3 separate regions of the Mus musculus genome follow, and regions 2 and 3 are each linked to region 1. The links are chromatin contacts, called in public Hi-C maps. All regions are on one chromosome and are shown on one strand. Each heading gives the region's core, a stretch centred on a gene start, on an enhancer-like site or on the middle of the called end of the contact. The rest is flanking DNA. Distances are from core to core; before and after follow the strand shown.

Region 1 (3,109 bases), core at 396-2,895:
TTTCCTAAATGAGTCTGTCACTGCCAGGTTTGGGGGTGCCAGGTATGGGAGGCCATGCACCAGTGGGGGAGGACTGCATGCCCCTGGGAGAGTACTTAGCAGAGACTACTTCTCAGGACGTCTACTGTGGTTCAAGAGTAAAGTCAATGTGCAGTAAAGATGTCCAGACGTCTCCTAGCTCACCGTCCTTGCTCTCTCGCTGTAACCTGCCTGGCTGGACTGGCTCACACCTGAGTCTGGATTTGTGCAACAAGGCACTAAGACGGAGGAAGAAGAGTTTGTGGGATGCTCAGAAGACAGATAGTCCAAAGGAGCATTCATTAAGAGCCCTAGGTAACTAACCCAGGGCAGAAAAGACACTCGGGGATCCCCTTATCTTCCCCAAGGTCCAGGCATTCCTTCCAGGCCCTCATCAAGGCCTTTCCTGTTCCCAGGGTTCTCCATAGAGCACAGTGGAGTTCATTCTAGGCAGCCAGCCAATGATGCTGGACTAGGTCACACACCTTCCAAAGGCACGAGACCCGGGCACCCGAGGCCACAGCAAGTGTGACAAAGCACCTTGTCTCCCACAGACATCTTAAAAGGACACCTACTACTTTTAAGACCCCCCCAAAAGTGCAACCCGGTAGTGGGCTCCTGGAAGCTACAGGAGTTGCACCCCCTCCTTCTTCCCAAGGACATGAAAGGCATGTCTGTCCCAGTGGTAAATGACAGACCTTCTTTCTCTACCTCCTGTCTGGCTCCCTAAATGCTCCCCACCTGCCCATTCTGAACGCCAAGGGTGTCTATGAGTTCAGAAGCCGTCCTTTTAACTTTCTGCCCTCCATGCCTGCATGCCTGCATCGGTCAGGGGCCACCCCAGCTACTCAACCCGGAGTACTGGGGTGGATCTCAGGGCAGAAGGGAAGAAAGGCAAGAGTAAGGTGCAAGTTGCAGCAGGCTAGGCGCCTCGGGCCTGGGATTGTGGTGAGTGGAGACAGTAAAAGGGTGAGGCGCTGAGCCTAGCACCCTAGAGGATGGACGGCGCTGGTACTCACGCACTGCCTCCTGCTTGGGGTCCAACGTGCTGAGGACGCGCTGCACGCTACCGAGCTTGCCCTGCAGCGCCCAGACACGGCGGTGAGTAAGCTGGATGTCGCTCTCGAGCTCCTGGAAGAGGCTGCACGCGTGCCGGGCTACGTCTGAGAGCTGCCGGAGGACCCTGGCCAGCGCAGCGTTGCTGACCGCGCACAGGTCTAACATGAGCAGCACAGCCTCGGCTGAAGCCTCGGACGTCTCGCCTGGGGCCGATGCTGCCTCCGAGACCCCCGCCACGCTCTCCTCCCCGGCCTCCCGCGCTTCGCTGGGTGGCTGCTGATCCTGCTCGGCCGGCGCCGGCAAAGACGGCGGCAGAGGTGGCAGTGGGAGAGGCGCAGGGGGCACACGAGGAGGCTCTTCTGGCTCCGGTGCCTCGGCCTCTTCCCGCCGGCCAGGCGGCTGCAGGGGCGGCGGCGGCTCAACGCTGCCTCCACTCGTGTCCTCATCTGGGCCGGGCGCCGGGCGCCGCTGCCGGCAAAGCCACTGCGGCTCCACGATCCGCTTGGCGAAAGGCATCCCGCGCAGCCGGGCCGCGACTTTCCCTTCTCCTCTGAGCGACCCTTGTGAGCTAGAGACCTGGCGCGCCCACCTGAGCGAGGAGAGGGCAGGAGTCCGGCAAGGAGCGATCCGGGCAGTCCAGAGACGCTGAGGGCTCCTCTGCTCACCTGGCCTCCTCCTCTTGCCCACCCTCTCCTTCACAGCTTAGTCTGACCTGTCCTCCTCCGGGAGCACGGCTGTCTAGGAAAGATGACAAGCGCTGAGCACGGAAATCTCGGAGTGTGCTTGGGTCCTCCTCACTTGCTTTCAACCGGGGTCAGCCGGCTCAGCTCCATCGCTCCTGAGCCCGTTGCCGCCGCCCTGGCCACTGCCGCCGCCTATATAAATGGGCGTGTGTGTATGTGTGTGTGAGTGAGTGAGTGTGTATGTGTGTGTGATCGCGTGTGTGTGTGTTTGTCCGCGTGTGTGTCTAGGTGGGTGGGTGGGTGGGTGGGTGTGAGTGTGTGCGCGCGCCTCAGTTTGAAAGTACCCCGGCGCAGGCCTCTCCCCGCGCGCCCCTCGGCCGCTCCGGGGAGCGATTGCGCCTGGGATCTCTCTCTCTTTCTGGGCGGGGAGGAGATTTCGGAAAGGCGCTCTGAAAACCCGGACAGAGGAATCCGCCTCCAGCCCTGGCTCAGGAGGCGGCGCGGGGGCGGCAGGGCGGACGCCGGGCGGGGGAGGCCAGGGCGAGAGGGGCGCAGCGCCCTGTGCGGCCGCTGGGAGTCACTGGTGGCTGGACCGCGCCTGGTGCGTTCCACCGCGGGCACTTTCTCAAACCCGTCTCAGAGGTTAGAATTGAGACTATGAGCGTGGTGGGGGCGGGGTGTCCTCAAGTTGAGAGTGGAGATGCTGGTAGCCAGCTAAGAGGAAGGAAAGTATTGGGGATGCTGTCGATTCGTGTTGGAGCAAGTTGTCTCAGAATTCTAGCTCTGTCAAGTCTTTGGGTTCTTAGAGGGGAAATCTGGGCTGCTCCTTAAAGTGCCCCAGGCGCCGCGTTCACAGAGACAGCTGGGAAGGGTGACGCAGCATGGGTGCATTCCCACATGGCCAGAGTGGCCAGACGACTGTTTATACCATTTTTCTGGCATCCTGTTTTGGTCTGCCTTGAGAGCTGCCTTCTACAGAACATCATGACTGAGACCCAAATTACTAGTGAGCAACCTCCCACCCCAGAAAGTCACTTGCAAAATTCATTGCACATTGAGTGAAGTGAATCGGATTACCTCCTTGTCGCCCTACTGTGCTAATCCAACACTGGGTTTTTAAAGTTTCCCATGGGAGAGAGGATGACTCACAGAAGAATGGAAAGTTTTCCCCTTGGTTAACTAAAAGGTATAATTTCTTAAAAGGCCTACATTTTTCAAATGCAGTAGTGTGCAGGCTACATGGTGGCAGCCGAAAATCTAAAAAGACTTTGGGGACTGTTAGTAAAATACAAGTTTTCATCCTTCCACAATGTGTACTATGTGTACTGTGAAATAAATATATAACATAA
Region 2 (3,109 bases), core at 238-2,737, 110 kb before region 1:
ATCAGTTTAGAATAAGGAGATGTGAGTTTAGAAATAAGAATTGTCCTAAGCTACCCAACTGCTCTTGAGCTGAATGGACTTGAATTTCTTGGTCCATAATGCAAAAAAATAAAAAAAAAATGACCATAATCTTCAGGACCCAAGACCCAGAGCAAAAAAAAGGCAAGTGATTTCAGAGGCTGGATGTCCCTTCCTCAGTGGCACACTCATACAAAAAGTTTGATTTTCAACTTTAACCATAAGACTTCTGACATGTACATGAGGGGGATTTTCTTTATTATTATTATTCTATAAGCATGGACTCTAATTTCTCAGAAATGGACTACTTTGTGGTTGTTGATACTGATTGCTTTGCCTGGAGAAAGGCCTTAGCAACAGAATCTGTGTTCTATGTGAGAAAGGGGGTACTCTAGACAAGAGGCAAGGATGCCAAAACAAGAGAGTAGGTGCACCAAAGCTAAGGCCATGCCTCACAACGGTGCCAAGAGCTCTCTGAAGCTTTGATTAAACAACAGGGGCAATCAGAGCTCTTGAAAGATGGCTACATTTTATCATCATATATTTTGGAAAGATGGCCTTTGTGGAATTAACCACAGTCACTCGTCAGTGATTCTGTACTTTGAATATGAACCAATACCTCATTTCATCTTCCTGTACAAAATGGCTGATACTGGGGTTCAGAGGATACCTTCAAAGGAGTTCTAGGCTCTTGTGTCCCCAAACAAGAAACTGATCAGAGATACATAGTTATAGAAGTGTGTGTGTGTGTGTGTGTTTGTACCTGTTCCCACCGTGCTGAGGGGGACAGAGATAGGTAGATCCCAGAGCCTCACTGGCTATCCACCACAGCCAAAATGTCAAAGCCCAAGTTCTAAGTTCAGAGACAGACTTTGTCTGAAGGGAATAAGATGGAAAAATGATAGAAGATAGAAAAAAAATACTTGTCATCCTTCTTTTGACCCCCTCATGGTCACATGCAGGCATGTGTACTCACCCATACATGTGCAGTCACCACACACACACACACACACACACACAGAGAGAGAGAGAGAGAGAGAGAGAGGGAGAGGGAGAGAGAGAGAGAGAGAGAGAGAGAGAGAGAGAGAGAGAGAGAGAGCGAAGAATGAATACTTCTAGGGTAGGTAACCAAACTGGAGGACCAAAGAAAGAGTTCACTAGGTCAAACAGCACAGCTATACAAAGAGTCAGGATTTGGGGTCACATAACTAAGAGTTTTGGGATGCAAAGCATAGGCATTTTTATGCAGATTCTATTACATATGGTTCTATGTATAAATTTATGTGTCCTATGTATGATACATCTTAAGTGCCCACTCTGGAGGTATGTCTTGTAGCATTACTGAGAACCATTGACCACCATCAGACACTCTGGAGTGCCTCTGCACCTACAGCAGCCTTATCCTTGTGACTGTGGGTGGGTGGGTGAGGGGAAGAGGAATTTCCAACCTTGCTCTCTGCCCAATTGGTTTTTTCATGTGCTAATTTTGTAAGGTTTTCCAGCATTTCCTGTCCTCCTCTGCCCTAGTCTTTGGCCTCACTGTGACCCCTGCAAAGGTCTCATTTACCTCACTTTTCAGATGAGGATTCAGAGACTCACATAACCAATAAAGGAGCAAACACGCTCCAAACCTAAGGCACCTAACTCAGGAGTGACTGCTTCTCTGCCATGCCTGGCCCTCTTGATCGATGAGGTCTTTGCGACCATTGGGAAGCTCTTCCAATTTAGTATTTGTCTGCACCTAATCAGTGCCCAATCAGTTCTCCCAAAACTGTGATGTACCTAGAGAACTGCCTGAAAATTCGGTTAAATGCATGTTCTGCTGCAGTTGTCCAGGGTGGAGCCTGAAGTTGCATTTCTAAAAAAGTTCCAGGAGATGCCAGAAGGGCTCCCCTTTAAACACACTGCTGCATTTTCTTCACCTACAAATGATGGCACATTCATGGTGAGCAGAACCCGTTCCACTGTCACCAACCAACAGAAACCACCGATACTTTCATCTCGATGAAGTTGTCACAAGCTTCTGGAAATATAACTAACCTTTCATGCAGATCTTCTTGATGATTAGTGGGCTATTTTGAAGCATATGCTTTCCTATACTGAAGATTCACTTTTTTTTCACAACTGTATGCCGTCTGCAATTGGATATGTATTATGTACATTGTCGCCCCTGAATGTGCAGAGGTTAGATTTCACCAGGCTGTCCCAGCAAGGCTCACAGCAGGGAAAGGGTTAAGAATGCAAATTCTAACTCCTAAACTCTAAGCTGAGTTTCATGATACAGACTGATAGCTCACTTGGCACCATGGCCCCACATACTCCACAGGGACTTCCCTGCCTGAAGTGGCAGAAAGGAATCAGTCCCTTTCCCCTTCAAAAAATGGACATCTTTTCAGTCTCCAGGCCCAAATGTCATTCTGGTTGAAACACTCAGACTTGGCGGAGGGCAGAAGGGGTAAGCATCTGTAAGTTTGCAGACTCTCGCTCTGACTCTGGTGTGAAGGAGAAGTCACGAAATGGGTTAAGAAATGTTGGGCAGTAGGCCAAATAAAATGTAACTTTCTGCTCGGCCTGTCCTTTTTGGACCATTTGGGCTTTATCTGCCGGGAATCTCTGCCTGTAGTGGAAACTCTTGAATGACAGTTGTGTAGGCAAGAGGTGCTGACAGAAGAGGAGCTCAGACTGGGGAAGGATGTGGTAATGGCAGGTGGGGTGCTGGCAGAAGACAGGTGAGGAGAGGCATATATGGACTGAATTTGTGCTGGCTTGGAAATTTCTTCAAACAGGTTGCGAGGACAGCAGTTTCTATTGGTCAAACACCCTCACTGGAAGGCAGCAGGAAGCAAATATGAGGTCAGGTTCAGAGCTGTGGATGTGCACATTATTGGGGGATTGAGACCTGTTTTCCTGAAGCTCCCAAAACTGATTGATGGCTTGGAGCCTTCTTATACACAGGCACTGTTATAATCAGGATTTGTAGCTCAAGCTCTACTGTCTGCCCACAGTCCAAAAGCCCTGAGCCCATGCTTTCTTCCAGGGTTCAAAAGACAGCCCTGTGTCCTGGGGACACCTGTTTACATGGCCTAATGTG
Region 3 (3,109 bases), core at 213-2,712, 80 kb before region 1:
ATAGCCATTAGCATAAAGGTTGGATGTATGTGTTGGCCAGGGCAGGAAGGTCTGTGTTTCTGGACTGTAGCAAGATCTCACTTTGAAGCTGGCCTCTGTCTTTAATACTAACTCTGGGGTTGGGAGGCCGAGGCAGGCAGGTCTCGGAGGTTTAGAGGGGAGCCTGGTTTATATAATGAGCTCCAAACCAACCACAGCAAAAGCATGAGACCCTGTGCCAAAAATTAAAACAAAAGCAAGCAAAATAAAACAGAAAACCAATTCAAACACAGAAACCTTGAGGTAATAACAAAGAAAGGGAGGTTAGTGGTCTGGCAATAGGTAAGAGATCTCTTGCCAGTGCCTGTTGCTCCATGATGCAACTGGGCTAGTCAACCATCTAGCAAGGAACTTTCTGTTCCCCCTTTCCATTTCCTTGCTGACAGGATTACAATAAGATTATTTTCAGGCTTTTTCTTTCCACTAAGAGGTACTTGACTGCCCCAACTCTGGCCAACTCCTTCCACTCAGACCCTGCCTAATACACACAGATATCTAACTTTTGCATCCAATGATCAGGTACTAATGCAATTTCATTACTTAAAGCTTACCTGGGACGTTGCCTCGTTCATCATCTCATTCTTATACTGTGTGCACCAATATCCTTTCTAACACCCTCATATGGAGACATTCCTTAAAACACCTGAGAACAACAAATTGGATTTTTCCAGACTTCCCCATCTGTTTTCCAACCATTTCCATATGGCATCTCTATCTCCCACACTCTAGTTTCTCCTTTCTGCCCCATGCCTGCTTTTCTCTCTCTCTCTGTCTCTCTGTCTCTCTGTCTCTCTGTCTCTCTCTCCCTGCTTCTCTCTCTCTCTCCCCCCCCCACCTCTCTCTCTCTCCCTCTCCCTCCCCCACTCTCCTCTTTCTCCTCTCTTGCCTCCACCCAGGTCAAGGAGGTAAATATTATGCCTGCTAAGGCAGGAGGATAAAACTTTATTTAGTTTCCTAGCAAATATATGATTACCCACACAATAACCACATCTGTGCTCTGCTTGCATTTGGAGGGAGGCACGTACACATGGATGTATATCAATCTGCAGGGCAAGCTTAAACACCCAGTGTAGGAGCTAATCACCATATGCTAGACATTCAAATGTAGTCAGCTAATGAGGACAGTCCATAGAGGAGAGAAAAGACCTGCAGAATGTCGATCTCCAGAGGGCCAGAAGGATGAAGCCAGGGAAGCATACAGCACAGTTGAAAGTCTCTCAGGAAACCTGTATGAAGCAGCCTAGGCATGGTGAGTATTATACATGATAAAGGAGACTCACACAGTGATGAATCTGATGATTTAAAAATCAGACAAGGCAAACAGCAGTTGCTGCACATAAAAAAAATGTAAAAATGCAGAAAACAAAACCAAAACAGTCTGTTCCAAGAGAAAGAAAACACTCTCCATTTGGGGCATGGGGAATTTGTGTTTTCCCAGCAGAGCAGCTTCTGCTGAGGCGCATGCAACCTCCTCTTCCACCTTCTCCTCCAGCAATCTGAAAAATTAGCCAAGTACAATTTTATGTTTTCTTTCTCTTTACAAATACCATTGCAAGTATTGACAAAGACCAACCCCAGTCCTATCTCAGCCCTGATCCAAGGGCACAAAGAGGCAGTCCTTTCCCTTTATATAGTCTGCTGTCATCTTGCCCATATATGACACACATACAAAAGAAAAGAAAAGAAAAGAAAAGAAAAGAAAAGAAAAGAAAAGAAAAGAAAAGGAAAGGAAAGGAAAGGAAAGGAAAAGGAAAAGGAAAAGGAAAAGGAAAAGGAAAAGGAAAAGGAAAAGGAAAGGAAAGGAAAGGAAAAGAAAAGAAAAGAAAAGAAAAGAAAAGAAAAAGAAAAGAAATCACAATCCAGACCTCGAAAGTGTGCCTTTAATTCTTTTCATGTCTGTTGCTTGGGAACATTTGCAAGGAGTTTTATGAGCCAAGCAGCCAAACTCATCAAGTATTTACCCCACAGCACCAACCATACTTTCTCTCAAATCATCCAAAAGTCTCTTAATCTCTAGTCAAGCTCAGCAACCTCAAAGCACTACAGTCCACAAGTAGAGCCATTTAATGAATGGAGTCAATGAACTGCAGTCATCCAACTGACATAGGAGTCCCTTTTGACCCCTTAACAGCTTTCCCCACCCCAAGGAAGATGCACATGTGTGTCACTGACCTCCTAGCACATTCTGCTTGAGAACTCTCATTTTCTGTTCTACATCTTTTCTCCCAGGAATTGAAGGCATTTTGCAGATAATACAAGTGGGCAGCAGTGGTACATGCCCTTAATCCCAGCCCTTGGGAAGCAGAGGCAGGAAGACCTCTGTGATTTTGAGGCCAGCCTGGTCTACAGACTGAGTTCCAGGATAGCTACACACCAAGAAAACCTGTCACAAACAAAACAAAACAAAACAAAACAAACAAAATAACCAACAATACAAGTGTTCATGTATTGCTAGCTGGATCATAAGAGACGTCGGCATTTTCCTGCTGTGGGCTCTCCCCTTCTGTAGCATTTGCCACAGAACACTACTACCATAACCTGGCTTGCTCTCATCTCAAAGTAGACTCTGCTCTATATGGGAGCCAGAGATACGGTGCTCTAGTATTTTTTTTCTATAATTTCTCATAAAGGATGACAATAGGAAGAGACAGGCAAGATGATGGTTCTAGCTGTGCACAACAGTGCGCTATTTCCCGTGAAACACTTAGCTGGCATCTTCCAAGGTATTCTTTGCCTGCGGCTGCTGGCACTAACCCTAGAAATCAACAGAAACATCTCTTCTCATCATCTTCATTTTCCTTCTTTGGCCTCAATGCAAGAGTACTTCAGAAATGGGAGCCTCTGTCTTCACTTAGTATAGACGGAAGGTTGTGTTAGATGGAGCCTCTTCTTAGGGCCTGCCATTCTAGGACAGGCTCACTCGTGGTGGCTTCTCATGTCCAGCACTGGCTTCTCCCCTAAACCACCCTGAACGCCACATGCAAATCACTCACCTGTGTACTAGCTGCTCTCTTAAGTCAACAAGCAGCGTCAACTGTGCTCATGCACAGGTCTAAAGTGGCCACTGAGC

What was found. A called contact is a pair of places that touch in the nucleus more often than the background predicts.
Region 2: a Hi-C map of embryonic stem cells shows a contact between it and region 1, with 3 times the contacts expected there. The contact joins the enhancer-like site here to the promoter of Nhs in region 1. A contact is called at or near these places in 9 of 39 promoter capture datasets (3T3-L1-derived adipocytes, the HPC-7 cell line, HPC-7-derived erythroid cells and 5 more), 1 of 484 Hi-C or Micro-C datasets (embryonic stem cells), 6 of 115 datasets of contacts at active chromatin or transcription factors (SST interneurons, VIP interneurons, embryonic stem cells and 2 more) and 1 of 9 other capture datasets (adipose tissue).
Region 3: a Hi-C map of olfactory sensory neurons shows a contact between it and region 1, with 1.7 times the contacts expected there. The contact joins the enhancer-like site here to the promoter of Nhs in region 1. A contact is called at or near these places in 13 of 39 promoter capture datasets (the 3T3-L1 cell line, 3T3-L1-derived adipocytes, the HPC-7 cell line and 8 more), 9 of 484 Hi-C or Micro-C datasets (Sertoli cells, beige adipocytes, nephron progenitors and 3 more), 4 of 115 datasets of contacts at active chromatin or transcription factors (SST interneurons, embryonic stem cells, kidney and 1 more) and 1 of 9 other capture datasets (adipose tissue).

The regions. Positions count from the first base shown.
Region 1 is chrX:162,157,796-162,160,904 of GRCm38.p6, forward strand. It overlaps Nhs (NHS actin remodeling regulator), which reads right to left and starts at 1,646. Exons shown (of 9, transcript NM_001290526.1): 1 at 1,038-1,646. The coding sequence starts at 1,593.
Region 2 is chrX:162,051,259-162,054,367 of GRCm38.p6, forward strand. All of the region lies in intron 1 of Nhs (NHS actin remodeling regulator), which reads right to left. Among named protein-coding and RNA genes, the nearest start is that of Gm26317, 17 kb to the right of the region's middle. Within about 2 kb of position 1,488, at least 3 of the 459 cell types and tissues checked have an H3K27ac peak or open chromatin away from gene starts, as enhancers often do. A contact at or near this core is called in embryonic stem cells, where this site is marked.
Region 3 is chrX:162,077,874-162,080,982 of GRCm38.p6, forward strand. All of the region lies in intron 1 of Nhs (NHS actin remodeling regulator), which reads right to left. Among named protein-coding and RNA genes, the nearest start is that of Gm26317, 10 kb to the left of the region's middle. Within about 2 kb of position 1,463, at least 1 of the 459 cell types and tissues checked has an H3K27ac peak or open chromatin away from gene starts, as enhancers often do. A contact at or near this core is called in olfactory sensory neurons, where this site is marked.